Regions from separate parts of the Sus scrofa genome. Here regions 1 and 3 are each linked to region 2. A link is a contact called in public Hi-C and HiChIP or PLAC-seq data. All regions are on one chromosome and are shown on one strand. The core of a region is the stretch at or near the end of the contact, and the rest is flanking DNA. Distances in the headings are between cores, read along the strand shown.

Region 1 (2,700 bases), core at 116-2,615, 210 kb before region 2:
CTCTAACATAGAACCCTGGGGATGCGAGGAAAGGAAGGGAAACCCCACTTGCATCCCTGAGACACGGGAGCACTGCTGCGGTGAAGGGCGCGCTACAAAAGCCGTGGGGCAGGACCAGATGCCAGGATGGTGGGGCAGGGGGCTAGCCCTCGGCATAGGCCACAGCTTACCTGCGGTCAGGTGCTCGTAGGGCTGCTCGCCCGCCTCCCCCTGAGGGTTGAAGGCGCTGCTGCTGCTGCTGTTGCTGCTGCCCCCTCCACCTCCACCGCCCCCGCTGCTGCTGCTGCTGTTGCTGTTACCGCCGCTGCCCTCGGGGGCTCCGGCGGCACCGAGGAACTGGGGAGCCCCATTGCTCAGCAGCATCATCTCCTCCAGCTTAGGGTAGTTGTCCATGGTGGGCGAATGTGGAAAGGAGCCGAAGGGGTCGGAGATCTGCAGTGGGGACATCAGCTGCATCTCGGCCTTGGCTGCCGCCATCCCGAACCGGCGGGCTGGAGAGCTGGTGTTGGGGCGGGTGGGCGCAGCCTGGGGCTGGAGCTGCGGGGGACACCTCTCGGGGGCCTGGCCAGGTCACATGCGGGGCGCGGTGCACACTGTGGAAAGCGCAGGTGGGGTCTGCAGGCTCGCCCTCGCCGCCGGCCGGTGTAGCCGCGGCGCTGCTACCGAGGCTGGGGTAGGGGCCGGTCTTTCGGCGGTGGCGGCAGCTGTCGGCGGCGGCGGCGGCGGCAGCTGTCGGCGGCGGCGGCGGCGGCTCCCCAAGTTCTGCGCGCTGGGATCTCTCGCGACTCCCCGGATCCGCCTCTATTTGAAGGGTCTGGAACGGCACGGACCCGCCTCCGTCGTGACGTACATGGCCATATATGGGAAGCAGGAAGCCCTAATATGGCAAGACCGGCCGGGAGGACCCGGAGTGACGCGAAGGCCCCTCTCCGAGAGCCGTGGGCACCGCCATCCCGCACCTCGGGCCTCATGCCGGCTCCCGCACCCGAGGTGCCACGGCTTCGAGGAAGCTTAGCACCCAAGCCGCAGCTGAGAACTCCCGGACTCAAGCTGCTCCGAAACTCCCCGGCCTTGCCCCCGCCCCTTCCCTCCGCCTTCTTCCCTCCTCCCGGAGCCGGAAGCAGCCAGGCCATATCGGGGCGCTCCAAATAAGGCGCTGCCCAAATAAGGGTGGTTCCGGCGGGGGATCCTTCCTGCTCCTTATATGGCGTTTCCGGGTCGCTGCTTGCTGTTCCCTGGCGCCCTCCCTCCTCCCTGGTTCCAAGCCGGGAGCCCAACTCGCGCAAGAGCCGGGGACACCCAGGCTGGGGGGGTTCGGGGAGCGGAGCGCTAGGCGCACCGCGGCTCCTCGGCGAGGACTGGGCTGGGAAAGCCCGGGCCCGGGGCGGGGGCGAAGGCGAGTCGGACTGGGGTTCTCGTGCCGTCATCCAGGGCTCACCCGCCCACCTCTGGGACCGTGGGAGCCGGGCGGGAGAGAAGGGGAGGAGCGGCTGTGCTGGCCGGGGCAGAGGCCGCCCAGGAAAGGCGGGGCCCTGACCCCCAGCCTCGGCCAATGGCACGGCGCCTTTCCAGGTGTCGCTGGGGAAGTTGAGGCTAGGAAATAACAGCAGATGGTTCCTGGGTTCCTGGGCAGTAAGGTGCGGTGCGGCGGCCACCTGCTTCTCCTCCATCTGCCAATGGGCTGGGGCTGTTGGGGCCTGGGGATCCCTCTGCGCCATCAGAACCGAAAGACTGTTTCTCGTCCCTGCTGGGGAAAAGCCCACGTTTGGGTGGCTGGACGAAGGAAACTGGTTACCCCTGGAGAGACCTGAGTCCTGTTCACACCAGGAGCTAGTGGTCCTTGTGATAATGGGAGACTTTCCCACCTTTATCCGGAACAGGTGGAGGAGGGGCGGGCGGTGTGGGAATCTGAAAAGGAGGCTTTTCTATGGGCTCTCTGGGGACCCCAAACTAGCCCGAAGAGAGGACTTCCTTAGCGGCTTGGTGCTGCCCTCTGGAGGTCCCCTCTCCGGCTCGGTTCCCCCGGCCCCTGACCGTGTGGGCTCTTCCGCCGCCTTTTTGCTCCCCCTCCCGGCTCCTGTGCTGGGCGCCGCGCCAGGCCGGGGGAGCCTTAGACGCAGTGAACGCGAACTGAGCAGGCGCCGAAGCCCGGGCTCCCCCTGCAGTCCCCGGGGAGCCGCCACCTCCAAGGCGGGATAACACTCCCCTTTCCGAGCCAGGCCAAGGTGGGGGTGGACGGGAGGAGGCTGGAATGGTTCCCGGAGGTCTCCCGGGACCATGCAAACACCAACGGAGAAGCCCTCCCCATTCCGTCCTCACCCGACTCCCCACCGTCAAGCGCACACCCCACACAGAACAGGGATTCCGGTAGGCTCCTGCTCTAGCTCTGAATCCAGGGGAGGTGGTGTTTTTCTGAATTTAAAAAGAAAGCAGAGAGTCTGTGTGTGGAAGGAAGGTGCTGACGACACTGGGAGAGAAGAGAGTGAGCTAGGGTCTCCTTGAACCGAAACAGCTTCCGGAGGTAGGGGTCGAAGAGCAGGGGTGGGGGACACTCCCACCGCTTAAGGAGTGGTCCATTAGGGGCAGGGGCAGGAGTGATGAATCTCTCTGAGGCCTCCTGCTGGGCAGCAAGGCCGGGCGGGTCAGAGTCAGGTGTCGTGTCTAAATGCCCATTTTGCTACTCCCTGGTGGGTTACCTTG
Region 2 (2,700 bases), core at 65-2,564:
ACCCCCTTTAAATTATAAGTTTAAAACAAATATAAAATGTGTATCACTTGTGAAACAGGAAAAAAATTAGTATTTTGCCTTCATATACTGCATAGTATGGTGCAATAAAGTTGACTTTATGAAACAATCTTTAATAATAGATGTTAATCTAAACAACATTCTTTACCTAAAATCACTTCTATTTAACACCCAAAGAATGACAAAAGTGGCTTAAAACGTTCCCAGGGATACTATGAAAGGGTGAAAAACAACACAAGATTAAAAATGTTTATGTAATGTTTAAGAACCATGGGTTTTTGAGTCAGAGCTGGGTTATAATCTAGATGCTCTCCTTGGGAAAATGATCTGAACTCTCTAAACTTTCAATTCTTTCATCTGTAAAATTGCGGGAGTACCCGTCGTGGCACAGTGGAAACGAATCCGAATAGGAACTATGAGGTTGTGTGTTCGCTCCCTGGCCTCGCTCAGTGGGTTAAGGATCCGGTGATGCCTTCCCTGAGCTGTGGTGTAGATTGCAGAGGTGGCTCGGATCTGGCGTTGCTGGGACTGTGATGTAGGCTGGCAGCTGCAGCTCCAATTCTACCCCTAGCCTGGGAACCTCCATATGCAGCGAGTGCGGCCCTAAAAAGCCAAACAAAACAAAACAAAACAAAAACAAAACAAAAAACCCAAACCGAAAACCAAACCAAAACAAAAAACCCCAAAAAACAAACAATTGGGATGATACAATATCATAAGTCTGTTTTAATGGTCAAACCAGATTTTGTAGAAGTACAGAACCTGTCACAAGGTAAACCCTCAATACATGTTAGTTATCTTCCCCACTTCTGGGTTAAGGAAGAGGGTGGATAAAGAGGAAGAAGTCTCCACCTGCGGCCTACTTCCTTAAGGAAAAATCTGTAGGCTACCAGTTATCTTTGCTAGATACATACATCACTTTGCATGCCCACTAAGTACATTCCATCTTTCGTTCAGTCACGTCACTCTTAAGGTGCAGGGCTCTGTCCTTTCTGCACTTTCTTGGCCCCTACTCCCAAACCGCGCTTCCCAGTCCACTTTTCCTAGTCACTCATTCCTTTCTGCCCCGCCTAGAAATCCTGGCTTTCACCCCTCTTTCTTGATCTGACTTTCCCGCCCTAGAAGTTCTTGGCCAATCGGAGAATAAATTTGTCTCATCTCTCCAGGCCTCTTAGAGAGGCTAGGAGGAGGGCGACTTGTGATTGGTCTCTCCGGAGCCAGAGTTCGCCAATAACGTGCGGACTTTTTGGTGAACCGGGGCAGCTAGTATTGTCGCTGGTGATTGGCTGGAGTGGCTGAAACCCAAAAATGGCTGCGAGCCCCTCTGTAGTCCCAGTGACTGCTGTAATGCCGGTCCTGTCATCGAGTGGCGATTTCTCAAATTTGCGAGAAATTAAAAAGCAGCTGCTACTTATCGCGGGCCTTACCCGCGAGCGGGGCCTACTGCACAGTAGCAAATGGTGAGAGGTCGGGGTCCGGGGAGGACCGGGCTTGGCATCCTTGGCCTTGGGGAGCTCGAGCTGATTCAATTTGGTTGGATGTTCCAGGTCAGCGGAGTTGGCCTTCTCCCTTCCAGCGTTGCCTCTGTCCGAGCTGCAGCCGCCGCCGCCTATTACAGAGGTAAGGACATCTTAGCGGGTCCTCCCCATCATCAGAAGAGATCCTGAGTGCCTTGTCACCAGTTGGGAACATACTGCCTGGCAGGAATGTTGGGTAGAGGGAATTCAAGCTTTTAAAGAGCTAAGTGTTTTAAGCTATTTTATCTAAATGTTTTAGCTAAGCTTTAAAGACTTAGTAGTGTCCTTAGTTAAGCTGGAGAGAGTTAGTAAACAATCCTTGCTTAAGATTCCAGCCTTTTAGGTTTCAGAGCCCAACAAGGAGAAGAATCAGAGGTTTTTACAACAGTGCGAAACCAGCTTTGGATTCAGACAGCTCTAGGTTCAAATATCAGCCATAGTAGTAACTTTTGACAACTTACTAACCTCCTGAGACAAAGATACCTTATCTGTGAAATGCAGATAATAGTATTTACTTTACAGGGATATTGAGAGATTTAAATGAGGAATACATTTTAGGTACTATATACAGCATACGTTTACATAGTCTCAATAGTCTGAAAGATTTTCATCATAATCCATTTTGTTTTTCCTGAAGCTGCCGTTTTTTTGACACACCCTTTACACGTAAAAACAAGAAATATTTAATCCAAAAGGTATTTGGAGGTCAGAGGGGCAGGAGAAGAAATAAGCAAATGATGAATAGGTGTGAAAAGGGCCACTAGAATCCTAAGCTGAAATGGCCATATTTAGGACACATGATCATCCAGTGACAAAAACATTGGATACATTTTGGTTCCAGTTTCATGCTGGTAATACATGCGCAAGGAGGATGAGGAGAATGAAATTATTAAAATTTTGATCAGCTTATCCCTAGAATTCATGGGGATTGTATGTTTTTACCTTAAATGTGCATCATTTCATTTTTTTTTTAAATAGAGAATTTGCTTTTGCAATACTAACATGTTAAAACTTTATCCAAGTACAAAAATTATAAGTAACTGCACAATATATTGTATTTTTGTGGAAATTTAAAAGCCTAGAGAAGGAAGGGAATGCCAGTATTAATGCTTGACATTTTTCATGACGTTTTCACTTTTTCCTCATATCAAATCTGTATTACTTG
Region 3 (2,700 bases), core at 113-2,612, 240 kb before region 2:
ACTGACTTTTGGCACTTATTTTTAAGTTGAATTTTTTCTGACTTTAAGGAAGAGGGTCTATACCTATAAAAGAAGCTTGAATGTGTGTTCTCACTGACCTGTCCCTAACCACAGGGCGATACTTCGATGAAATCAGCCAAGACACGGGCAAGTACTGTTTTGGAGTTGAAGATACACTAAAGGCTTTAGAAATGGGAGCTGTAGAGATTCTAATAGTCTATGAAAACCTGGATATAATGAGATATGTTCTTCATTGCCAAGGCACAGAAGGTATGAGAATTAGAAAATAAGAACACTGCTTGTTACTGGGCTGTATATTCAAGAAGCCTGAGGTGGAGATTTGGGAAAGATGGCTAATTTCAGGAGCAATCAAAAGGCAGATCTAGATCTTGTTCCCACTCTTTCATTTTGTATCCCATTCCTTCATAGATTTTTCTGATTGGACTGATAAACATTTGCTTGAGATTGTTAAATTTTTTGAGGACAAAGGCTATATGTATACTAAATGTTTTTAGTATTTCTTTGTGATAGGAGTGGTGTGCCTGATAGACATTATTCAGTCACTGCATGCTGACTAATGTGCTTATGAAAAGAAAGTTGATAGAATGAGTTCAGGAGCCCTTTCATCTAACCTAACTCATCTCATAGGACTTAAACTTGTTAGTATATGAGAACCAGGTTAACACATTTTTTTCCCCTAATACTGCAGAGGAGAAAATTCTCTATCTAACTCCAGAACAAGAGAAGGATAAATCTCATTTTACAGACAAAGAGGTATGTCATTGTTGATTTTGTTTGGCAGTGGATGCAAGGAGACATAAATCCATGTGTTAGAGCCCTGGCGGCATAGAGCAGTATCAGCCTTGGGAAACCAAACTTCATACTTGTCGGCAGTGGGAGTACTGGGAGGTGGTCAGCTCTTATCTGCCACGTACGGATCTGATTCCAAGGAAGGAGGCCAGGTCATAGTTTATGGTAGAGAGGAAGATTTATTTAAATAATGCCTCTCCTTCACTCCATGTACTTTACCAGTTCTTCTGCTGAAGCAGCTTTTGCAGATTTGGCCTAAATGTATCACCACAGCTCAAAGTGTCACCTGCTCAACACACATTCTTGTAATTGGTAGCTTCTTCATATCCTAAGTTGAGGGACTTTGGCTTTTTATAAGGCTGCTCTAAAAAGCAGTGCTGGTATATCTCTTGGCTGTTGAATGAGTGCTGCCTAGAGACACTTTGCAACAGCCTGACTTCTAGAGACAGCAGGAGGAACCCTAAGTTGCAAAACTGCTAAGTGTGTGTTAACATTTCATTACTGAAGCTAGAGCCTGGGGGAAAATGTTGTTTGAAGTAATCAGAATTTCTGTGCTGTTGCAATCACGTCACCACAAACGAGAATTCATTTACAGCTTTACACACATACATAGAATGAGAGGAAGGAGAATGTTGGCAGGCAGGGGAGCACGTGCCCCTGTTTTGATACATCCTAATCCTGTTTATGTGTCTCCTGGCTGCCCCTGCAGACAGGACAAGAACATGAGCTGATTGAGAGCATGCCCCTGCTGGAATGGTTTGCTAACAATTATAAAAAATTTGGAGCTACGTTGGAAATTGTCACAGATAAGTCACAAGAAGGATCCCAATTTGTGAAAGGATTTGGTGGAATTGGAGGTGAGTAGCAAAATCAGAAAACTAAAAATTAAGGTCTTAGGCCACAGTCTTTCCTAGCTATCCCAAAATTACTTCAGGTGGGGTATGCTCATCCATTGAGGCAGCATGTAGCCACAGGTTCCTTGGTTGGGACCGTTTTTATCATCACCTCTTTGCTTTCTATAATTCTGCAAGTGGATTGGGCTTCCCTTTAAATTAGAGCGAACTGTTCCCCCCACCTCGGTTCTGTGAACCACACGTATTTACTCCTTTTTTTTCTTTCCTCCAGGTATCTTGCGGTACCGAGTAGATTTCCAGGGAATGGAATACCAAGGAGGAGATGATGAATTTTTTGACCTTGATGACTACTAGGTAGTCGACATGGGTCCGGCAAAACGTGCCTCACCCTCCAGCATCCAACCCAAGGAGCATACCCGTGGTGGAATCCAAACAGATCCCTGCCTTACAATTGGAACACTTCCGGAACTTAATCCATGAGCATTGGATATTGAAAAGAAAACCGAAACAAAACCAGACCCAACCCTACACTTTGGTTTGTCATGGTGTCAGCGCAGCAGCCTACAACTAAGTTCCTAAATGCCACTTTGGACTAATTTAAAAAGAATCCCAGTTTTTACTTTTACTCGATGGTGAAATTGGTTGCTCTTGTATTTTATGAAAAAAAAAAATGATTTTTTTAACCTTCATACATAGAAGCAAAAATACTTTAACTGCTGTAAACCTTCAAAAGTTAATAGAAATGAGATCATACTGGTTTGTTTCTTATTTTGATTGGAGAAAAATTAAATTGCTGCATTTCGCAGTGACCCATTTACATGGCATTCTCAGCTTAGACTGCATAAGAAGAAATATATGTGGTGAAATGTTGGAACCATTTCTCTCTCGGTCTCTGTTTAATGTTGAAAGGGTGAGCTAATAGGAGACAGATTCAACTTCACTCCCTCACACTACCCTCCCCCTCCAGACCGTCACTTTCAAGGATGCAGATTGCATTGCAAAGACAAACTGACACATGAAGCATTTGGGCCAGTGC

Evidence for each region. Hi-C and Micro-C count contacts between places; a contact is called where the count stands out from the background. HiChIP or PLAC-seq counts read pairs in DNA pulled down with a chosen protein or histone mark.
Region 1: a contact with region 2 is called in a Hi-C map of liver, with 3 times the contacts expected there. The contact joins the promoter of EGR1 here to the promoter of CDC23 in region 2. A contact is called at or near these places in 1 of 5 promoter capture datasets (fetal liver) and 1 of 47 Hi-C or Micro-C datasets (liver).
Region 3: an H3K27ac HiChIP or PLAC-seq map of alveolar macrophages shows a contact between it and region 2. The contact joins the enhancer-like site here to the promoter of CDC23 in region 2. A contact is called at or near these places in 5 of 47 Hi-C or Micro-C datasets (embryonic fibroblasts, mesenteric adipose tissue, retroperitoneal adipose tissue and 1 more) and 2 of 2 datasets of contacts at active chromatin or transcription factors (alveolar macrophages and skeletal muscle).

What each region holds. Positions count from the first base shown.
Region 1 is chr2:140,439,494-140,442,193 of Sscrofa11.1, reverse strand. EGR1 (early growth response protein 1) reads right to left here and starts at 1,365. Exons shown (of 2, transcript XM_003123974.6): 1 at 171-1,365. The coding sequence starts at 477.
Region 2 is chr2:140,229,389-140,232,088 of Sscrofa11.1, reverse strand. It overlaps CDC23 (cell division cycle 23), which reads left to right and starts at 1,314. Exons shown (of 16, transcript NM_001267826.1): 1 at 1,314-1,478; 2 at 1,566-1,638. The coding sequence starts at 1,327.
Region 3 is chr2:140,473,468-140,476,167 of Sscrofa11.1, reverse strand. ETF1 (eukaryotic peptide chain release factor subunit 1) reads left to right here. Exons shown (of 11, transcript XM_003123975.6): 8 at 115-270; 9 at 710-774; 10 at 1,520-1,667; 11 at 1,936-2,700. The coding sequence ends at 2,018. The region is part of intron 2 of LOC106509575 (a long non-coding RNA gene); the gene reads right to left. Among named protein-coding and RNA genes, the nearest start is that of ETF1, 30 kb to the left of the region's middle. Within about 2 kb of position 1,362, at least 1 of the 83 cell types and tissues checked has an H3K27ac peak or open chromatin away from gene starts, as enhancers often do. A contact at or near this core is called in alveolar macrophages, where this site is marked.